Linked DNA regions of Mus musculus: region 2 is linked to region 1. The links are chromatin contacts, called in public Hi-C maps. All regions are on one chromosome and are shown on one strand. Each heading gives the region's core, a stretch centred on a gene start, on an enhancer-like site or on the middle of the called end of the contact. The rest is flanking DNA. Distances are from core to core; before and after follow the strand shown. Region 1 has its middle 44 kb from the start of Bace2. Region 2 holds the start of Bace2 (beta-site APP-cleaving enzyme 2).

Evidence for each region. A called contact is a pair of places that touch in the nucleus more often than the background predicts.
Region 2: a contact with region 1 is called in a Hi-C map of the N1E-115 cell line, with 12 times the contacts expected there. The contact joins the promoter of Bace2 here to the enhancer-like site in region 1. A contact is called at or near these places in 2 of 39 promoter capture datasets (liver and macrophages), 7 of 484 Hi-C or Micro-C datasets (the N1E-115 cell line, adipose-derived mesenchymal stem cells, embryonic stem cells and 4 more) and 3 of 115 datasets of contacts at active chromatin or transcription factors (the HPC-7 cell line and embryonic stem cells).

Annotation. Positions count from the first base shown.
Region 1 is chr16:97,310,599-97,314,858 of GRCm38.p6, reverse strand. No RefSeq gene overlaps it. Among named protein-coding and RNA genes, the nearest start is that of Bace2, 44 kb to the left of the region's middle. Within about 2 kb of position 1,803, at least 22 of the 459 cell types and tissues checked have an H3K27ac peak or open chromatin away from gene starts, as enhancers often do. A contact at or near this core is called in the N1E-115 cell line, where this site is marked.
Region 2 is chr16:97,354,499-97,358,758 of GRCm38.p6, reverse strand. It overlaps Bace2 (beta-site APP-cleaving enzyme 2), which reads right to left and starts at 2,031. Exons shown (of 9, transcript NM_019517.5): 1 at 1,658-2,031. The coding sequence starts at 1,957.

The sequences.
Region 1 (4,260 bases), core at 554-3,053:
AGATGGTGATGGAATGATTTTAATATTCTCATCTCTTCAACTTTTAAATGCCTCCTCAGGTTTTATTAAGGGCACCATGTAGGAACACATATTAATTTGGTGCTTGCCCTAGCAACCAGATGCAGGTCAGGTTCAAGGGGATATGTTTAGCTACAGAGGAAAGCAAACAGCTCTTTCTAAGATCATCATCTTAGCTTGATGGGTGATAATTCCATGTTAGCATTTAAAATCATTTCCTTTAGTTTTAAATGTTTGGTCCACTCCTCCCACTTTAAGAGGTCAAGAATGAAATGGAAAATAGAATGTATTTGCTCTTTTAAGTGTTTTATTATTTTTTAAAGCTTTTTATTGGTTCCTTGTGAGTTTCACATCACGCATCCCAATCCCAGTCATCTCCCCCTCCCCTTGTGTCCACTCTCCACCCTTGCAGAAAAAAAAAATCTTGTGGAAGCTACAGTGTGTTATAGTGTGTCCCACATCACACCCTTTTTGTCCACATTTCTTTGTTTCCAAATGTTCATTGAATGACTTGTTGGTCTGGTTCAAGGCCTCTGGCTTCTGCCACTCTACTGATACTAGAAGCTCGCTGGGACTCCTCTCAGATAGTCTGCTGTTGTCCTGTGTCATGGAGATACAGGAGTTTAGGCCCCTTCATGAACTCCAGCAGTTCATCAAGGGGTAGATGTTGGGGTGGACCAATTCAAAGTCTTAGATTTGGGCCTGAGAGGTATCTGAGCTGGTCAGCTCACTGCCTCTCTCACTCTCACAACCTTGAGGCCATCTCTGCCACCAGGGTCAGCTCTACTCTGCTGTCCAGGTGAGGTGCAGGGCCTGCTCTTCTGAGTGTTGCAGCTGTGAGGGACATGGACAGTTCTTCCACTCTCATGACCGTGGGGCCAGCTCTCCTGCCTGCCATAGATGGCAAGGGACAAGGAAGGGAAGGGGAGAGGAGGGAGCTTGCTCTCCCAAGTGACTCAGCAGGTGATGGGAAGGGCCCGTTCTGCTCTCATGACCTGGTCAGGGTCAACTTTCCCACCTGCTGCCAGTTGTGAGGGCAAAATGGAGGGTGGGGATCTCTCTCTTGCCAATGTCATGACACAGCAGACAAGAGGCAGGGCCTGCTCTCCTGAAACCTCCACAACCAGGGCCAGCTTTACTGTGCTGCAGCAAATGAGGGCAGGGCTCTGATCTCTCCTGCTCTGGTGACCTCAGGGCCAGCTCCTAGCCTGCTGTAGGTGGCAAGGGGGAAAGGGGGACATCTCTCCCTCTCCCATGTCACCACATAGCAGACAAGAGGCTGGGCCAACTCTTCCACATTCATACTCTCCGGGGGATTGGCTCACCCACAATGTCAGATCTGCTCTCCTAAGTACTGCAGCTGGATAGGGGCGGAGTTTTCTCTCCTGCTAACATCTCCCCAGGGCCAGCTCTCCCACAATGTCCAGGCGAGGGTACGCCAGTTCTGCACAGCCCTCAGACATCAACATGTACCAGGAGAGTAGCCCTCGGGGGGCATCCACGTGGCCTTTTTGTAGTAACAGATCCCTACTTCTGCAGGGCCACAGACTCAGACGTGGCCCCTGGTGGCAGCAAAAGACAGGACCCCATCATGGACCTAGGAGGCATCCCTGGCTACTCACATCAGGCTTTCTTCACGACTCTTTGAGTCTCTAGTTCTGCCTCTTTTCATTGTGTCCCCCCACCCAACCCCCTACCTCTCTTCACCCCCACCCCACATTCTTCTGTCTCTCCAGCAGGCAGCTTCCTGGCAGAGACCGAGTATTCCTTCATGGCCATCTAGTGCCCTCTACTGGGGAAGCTTCGCATTGCATCCTCTGAAAAGGAAGCTCATTGCTGAACCAAAATCTATGTCCAGTATGGCCAGAAGAAAAAAGATTGTTAGTCTATCTCCAAGTGCTTGTTGTGCTTGGCGGTCAGTGAGTATGCATAATCAGAGCTGAATGCCCACAGTTCCCTCCTCCGTGTCCCTGTGCTTTCCAGGAAGGAACACTAACCAGTCACTCTTCCTCCTCTGTCACCTGTTTTCCACCTTGTGTGAGAACCCCAGTCTTGAAGCCAATGAGTCGGTCCTTTGGTTCCACCCTTGGATGTCCCCAAGTGCCTGTCCCCAAGAAAAGCCTGTGATTGCAAAGTCTCTCTTCTCTTCCCTCCCTACACTCCCATGGAATCTCTTTTAATAAGTGTTCACTTCTCAAGCAGCTGCTACAGAGAAGGCTGAAGCCAATGTCCTGCTCAGTATTAACCAGTGGGAGGTGGTACAAGGTGCCACTTAAGGAAGGAGTGCTTATAAAAGGGAATCTCGTGGTGTTAACTGTGACATCAACTGCTAGAAGCTGGAAGAGGGGATCTGTGAGGAAGAATGGGTGACTTCTAGTCCACTGGTGGCTAGGTTAGTTGAAAGCAAACAGCAGTTGCTTTCCTACACCCCCCCCCCCGTGTGTGTGTGTGTGTGTGTGTGTGTGTGTGTGTGTGTGTGTAGAGAGAGAGAGAGAGAGAGATTCACAGAGCACTTACATGTTGATGGCACAAAAACCAAATCTGATTCATGCAGCAGACAATTATTCAGCTATAAAAAGACCGTCCCAGTACATACTCCAACATTGCATGCATGAAAAACAGTGCATGTTACCACTTACACATAGACCATAGGTTAGAGGGTTAACAGACAGAAGGTAGAATGGTAGTGGTGACTGAATGAAAAGCGAGGCCTTGGCTGCTCCACAGTGTGGTTGGGGAGAAGATTTACTGTAGACATGAGAGAGAACATAGCCAGAGGCATCTGGAAAGGTCCTGGCTGAACAGGGCCAGTAGACTGAACCAGGCCATGGGAGAAGGGGATGGGAGAGCAAGAGAGGAAATGAGAAAGAGGAGAGGAGAGGGGAGGGAAGGGGAGGGGAGGGGAGGGGAGGGGAGGTGGGCAGGAGGGATCTCAGGACTGAGAGCATGAGAGAGACCAAAAGGCTGCATAGCCAAAATGGCTGAAGTTGTATAGGAATCAGAGACACTGCAGGGAGGAATGAAGCTCAGGAGCTGGAGGAGACAGGCTCAAGGCAAGGTGAGAAGTGCCTAGAGGAGCCAGGACTCTGCAACAAGGACTGGTGGTGCCAGGAGAGACTAGTCACCAGCCTCCACTTTGATATGTTAAATAGGTGCAGCTCAGCCTCTGTCCCTGTTTCTTTGAGACCTCACAAAGATGGTGTCCCCTGAGGCAAGCAGTCAATGTCTGGTAGAGACAGAGTGTCTGCTGGAGAAAATGGAAAATTCTAAGGTGGATGCTGGAGGTAGTTTATACAGTGTCAATGTGACACTAACTTCAGCCTAAAAGTTGTCAGGACATATAATTTAATGTTCTTGGAATAAAATCAACCTGGGAAGGTCATGTGCTGAGGTTACAATTTGTATGTGAGCTTCCTTAGTGCCTCTGCCTGCGGGACAGTTGGACAGGGTCTGAGGAACCGCCTGCGGAGAGAATGAGGGGTGAGGAACACAAGGACGGACAGCAAGTCTGATTGATCAAGCTGTCAAATTTTTATTTTTCCCAGGCAGGTTTTATGCCCACAGAAGCAGGGTATGGGGAGGGAGATGACGCAGAATCGCTCTTTGTTTCTGGGAGAACTCACCTGTTCCCAAAAGCAGGATATTGGCTAGGTAAAAAGTTCAGCAGGAGGAACAGAACAGAATGGGTTGCTAGGTACCTGTGCATAAGATCTATAGCTATTTGTTCTTAACTGAGGGTAGTATTTTCCCACGGAGGCCTCAACTTTCCCCACAAAAATCTCAACTAAGCTAATACTTTTCCACTAAGGCCAAAACTTTATAAGTAAGCACTTATGGCTGACAACGCAGTTAACATTCAAACAGGGTCAGTGGCTCCCAACACCTTAGGAAGAAGAACAACAGGGGAGGGGGGCATCTCACATGTTTATTTCCCAGCCTGAAGGTTAGCTGTTTGTTTTTTTGTTATCTTGTTTTGTTTATTTCTTTTCAATTTTACATAAACAACTACGGTTATTTAGAAAGGGAAACCTCAAAAATGCCTCCATAAGTTTTGTCTGTAGGCAAGGGTATGGGACATATTCTCCATTAATGATTGGTGTGGGAGGCCCTGGCTGACTCTGGGCAGTGTCACCCTGGGCAGATGGTTCTGGACTAGATAAGAAAGCAGGCAGAGAGGGTGAGTCATGAAGAACAAGCCAGTAAGTGCCCCTCATCCCTGACCTCATTTTCACCTCCTCCCTC
Region 2 (4,260 bases), core at 782-3,281, 44 kb before region 1:
TGTGAAGCAATTTGTCCCTTCATCATACCAGGGCAACAATACAGAATGGTTCACTCCTGTGGAATGATATGCAGAAATGGTACTTGTCTGTCACAAACCAGCCTTGCTTAGAAGCATGCTATAGTCTAGCTGAGAAATAACCTCAGAGGAAGTACTTCCTTGGCTGTGCTAAGGATACAAACCTGGGTGCTCGTTACATCCTGGGTAATTAAATTAATTAAATTTCATCACTGAGTTTAAAGTAAAGGTCATTGAATTATCAACAAAGGCAAAGCAAGGGAGAGCTTTGTAAGAGAAGTCTTCTCCTCCTCTTTAAAGTTTTTTTTTTTCTTCCTGGTTTCCTTTTCCTTAACACATGAGGACTCAGTTGAGGCCTGTGTATAAAAGAAAGAGGCAGGTCCCTCCTGTTCTATGCAGTCCTGCCAACGGCAGTTCACAGGATTCCCTCTGCCCTGAGATCATGCTCACATGGTGGTCAGACTGCTCAGGGGACCCTAAGCCTCCTCAGCTGACACTGCCACCCACCCCACCCCCCTTCAGTCTGCCCTGCAGCCACTTCTGGACTGCGCACACAAGGACCCTGTACAGCAACCACAACTAACGTTTTGAGTAAAACACTCTTGAAGGTCTAAACAACCACAGAAGTTACTCTGCAGTTTCTCTTTTTAAAAATTAGCATGGCTCATCCTCTTAAAGTCTTGAATAATTTAATTAGAATTATACAAAAGTCATGAGCATGTTCTATTTATGGGTAATCACATCAGCATGACAACCCCCAACGACGATGTTAAAAATAAAGTGTCTTCATACGGTGCGTTCAACTTATGAGACAACTTGAATTCGAATTGGAGAGGGTCGGATCACTTCTGTGAGGCTTTTGTTTCCCTTGCCAGATTCCGTGCTTGGGAGCCGGTGTTCCCTGTCACTCGAAGTGTTAAATGAACATCGGCACAAGGCGGGGAAGAAAGCTGTTTGGACTGCGTTTGTTTTATCTTTGACTCGCTACGCGCTTGGTGTTCCCCAGCAGCTAATGGCATTCACATTCTCCAACCCCCGCAGGATGCATGCCTTGGCGGGTGCACGGCTCCCAGAGGCTGGGCAGCCGGACAGCTATGAGGAAGCCAGCAAACAAACTCCGAGGAAGGAAGACGGCTGGCTCTGCCCTGCAAAGAGACACTTTGGAACCGGGTGTCTTTTAGCTGAGCTCATGGAGAAATCTCTTTTAAAGGGTACTGCGCCTTGGATGCTGTCCAAGAGTCTTTTTAGCAATGAGACAGCATAGAGATGGTATCAACTCCAGTGATTTCCCTGCACCTAACAGCACCTTTTTCCAAGACCCCACCCACCACCCACTCAGTAGGTACCGCTCTTGCTGGAAGGAGGCGTCGCTCCTGGGCCCGAAGCATGTTACAGGTTCCTTCAGCTGTCAAGCTCCACGGGGTGGGGGAGGGCCACCAAGTTCTGAAACATTTGCTCACACCCCCTGAGCTGTGCTCCGGCAGAGGCTGCGCTCCCTGGTGCGTCCCTAGCGCGCGCCTCCACTCCTCACCCAACCCATGCATCTCCCTGACCCTTCTTCCCAGTGAAAGCTACTGCCTTAGGGACGGCATTAAATCGCGTGGAGTCAATTCACAGAAACTACCGCCCCCAACCCTACCTTCTGCGGAGGGGTCCCGATCAGCATCTCTAGGTAGTAGCCGCGGCCAGAGTCCCCCTGAAGGTTGTCCACCATAGCCAAGAAGTTGGCAGTAGCCCTGACAGGCTCCAGTGCGAGGGCCAGACCATCGGCCCGGGGCAACTCGGGGGTCCCGAGTCCGGGAACAGCCGAGGCTCTGTGGTTCGTGGCCCGGGCCACTTGGAGGGGCAGCGTGAAGGGCGCGGGGGCCAGCGCGGGGACCGCACTCAAGAGCCACTGCGCCAGCACCGGGAGCAAGAGTGCTCGAAGCAGCGCGCCCATCCCCGCAGCGGGGGCTCGGCGAGTCTGCGAGCGCGGTTCTGCGGTCCTTAGCCGGCCGGGGCGGGGCGGACAGGGAGGAGGCTGGAGAAGGCGGTGCAGAGTTGAACAAGTTCTCAGTCGCTGCCCCCTCTGGCGGCCGCCTCCCCGCAGGCCCTGCCCCTCCTCCGTGGCCAAGGTCAAGGATGGGCGCGGGTCGCGCCTCTTCCCCGGGAAACTGGAGTGCAAAATTTCCCCGGAACGTGCCCGGGAGGCCACGGCTAACGGATATGACGAGGCTCAGCTTAGAGCTGCTGGAAAGTTTCGGGAACCCTTAAAGGGGCAGCTAAAGCGCAAACTGGCTTTCTGGTCCTGCGCTCAAGGAACCCCCGGGGGTCCACTGTCCCTGCAGAGGCAGAAGTGCCCTTAGGACTTAAGGCTCAGAGCGCGGGGCAGGCAACTGTGAAAGAGTGCACCTCTCCGCTTGCCAAGCGCACTCCAACAGGGTCTGGCTGCCTCTCGGAGCTTCTCCCACGCGTGGTTCTCCCCTTCCAGCTCCTTAGGAGTTAGCTGGTTCTCTGAGAAAGGATTTGAAGTATGAATGGAGGCTGGGGGCGCTGAGAGCCCCAGGGATAGGGGAAGCAGGTGAGCAGATTTTGAATTTCTGAGAAGGGATCTGGGTTATTGCTCCTTCCTGCTTACCCTCCCCTGAACCCAAAACCACAGCTTGAGGAGGTAGATTTGGGCCTGGTCTTCCTGGCTTTCCTCTTGTCCTTAATGCAGATCCAATTCCGCTAGGAGCTGAGCTCAATCTCCCAGGGATTCAGTCAGTCCACCAAGATAGTGAATTACTATCAGGGTCCCAAATGAGGCTGCCATCCAGCCTTCCCCCTCTTTCATCCTCCCACCAGCTCTCCGCAGATTATCTAATTAATACTTGTTTAGCCAGACACCGAAGCCGCAGAAATGCATTCAGAGGGCTATTTTATTTCAGGTACTGAACGCAGGGGGGACAATTACAGCAGCTAAACTCATCGATTTTTTGCTGAATCAAGGAATAGGAGAAATCTTTGTGTCTCCTCCAGCTGAATTATGTTGGCTTTTTTTTTTTTTAAAAAAAACAAACAAGACCATCTTCAAACAATGGAAAGTAGAAATCAAGCGTCCCTAATCCTTAACCGGAACTTCCAGATACAAGTGTCCATGCTTGTTCCCTCCTTTCCAATGTCAGAATCCTTTCTTGCTCTACCAGGGACCTTTCTGTCCCAGATCTTCAGCTGTTCTACTTTCTAAATGGTTTTGGTTACAGGTTGCACTTTTCCCCCCTCTTAACTCTATCCAAGCTTCAAGGAATCCCCAGTCACACGAAGGCAGGCCTGATTGAATTCCAGGATAGAACCTAAATTGTTATTGCCCATAAATCTGCATAGTTATCGCGAGCTCTTACATTCATATATTCACATTTAAATTCAAGATTGTAAGGAAAGGACAATTTAAAAAGAGGTAGTTATTTACAAACCCTGGTGTTCAGTCTTGAGGGGTTGGGGACCACCCAGACAGCTCTCAGAATGACAGCATCCTTTTGGAAGCACATGGAATTTATCGAGGACATCAACTCAGGTGCTACAGGATGTATAAGGTATAAGGTCAATATTAAAGACATTTGTGCTCTCTAAGGTTAAAAAATAAACACAGGGGAAATCTGTAAAACTCGGATCTAGTTAGTGTTTTTATTTGAAAATCTCTATTTCATGTAGCATGGCTATTCCAAGCTTTCCCTGGCAAAAGGGAGGTGTATAAACAACTGCATAGAGACAGGATCAAGAGCACATGCCGTTTTAATGAGTGGTAGGGCCATCTTGTCAATAAAGTACTGGTCGGGCCCTGAAGTGGTAGCACCAGATTCCTTGTCTTCACTCTGTGTGGCCTTAGCATTCTCCTGCCTCATTGCATTCACAACACTTCCTGACATGGGGTGCCTCAGTGGCACCCCCTGGAGATAGCTGGCTCTGCTCACTGGAGCTCTTCTCACACCATGACTTCTCCAACTTCTGATTCCAGGACCCAGCTACACTCTTACAAGTGACTGAGGGCCTCAGTATGTTGATCTGTATTTAACAAACTATGACTCCAAAATGAGAAACATTAACAATTAAAATAAAAACACACCTGGGTCCAATTAGTAAAGTGCTGACTGTGCAAACATGAAAACCTGAGTTTAATCCCAAGCACCCATTTATAAACCCAGGCATGACAGCGCTTCCCTGTAATCCCAGCAACCTGGAGGGCAGAGAGAGGCAATCCCTGGGGCTCACTAGCCAGCTATT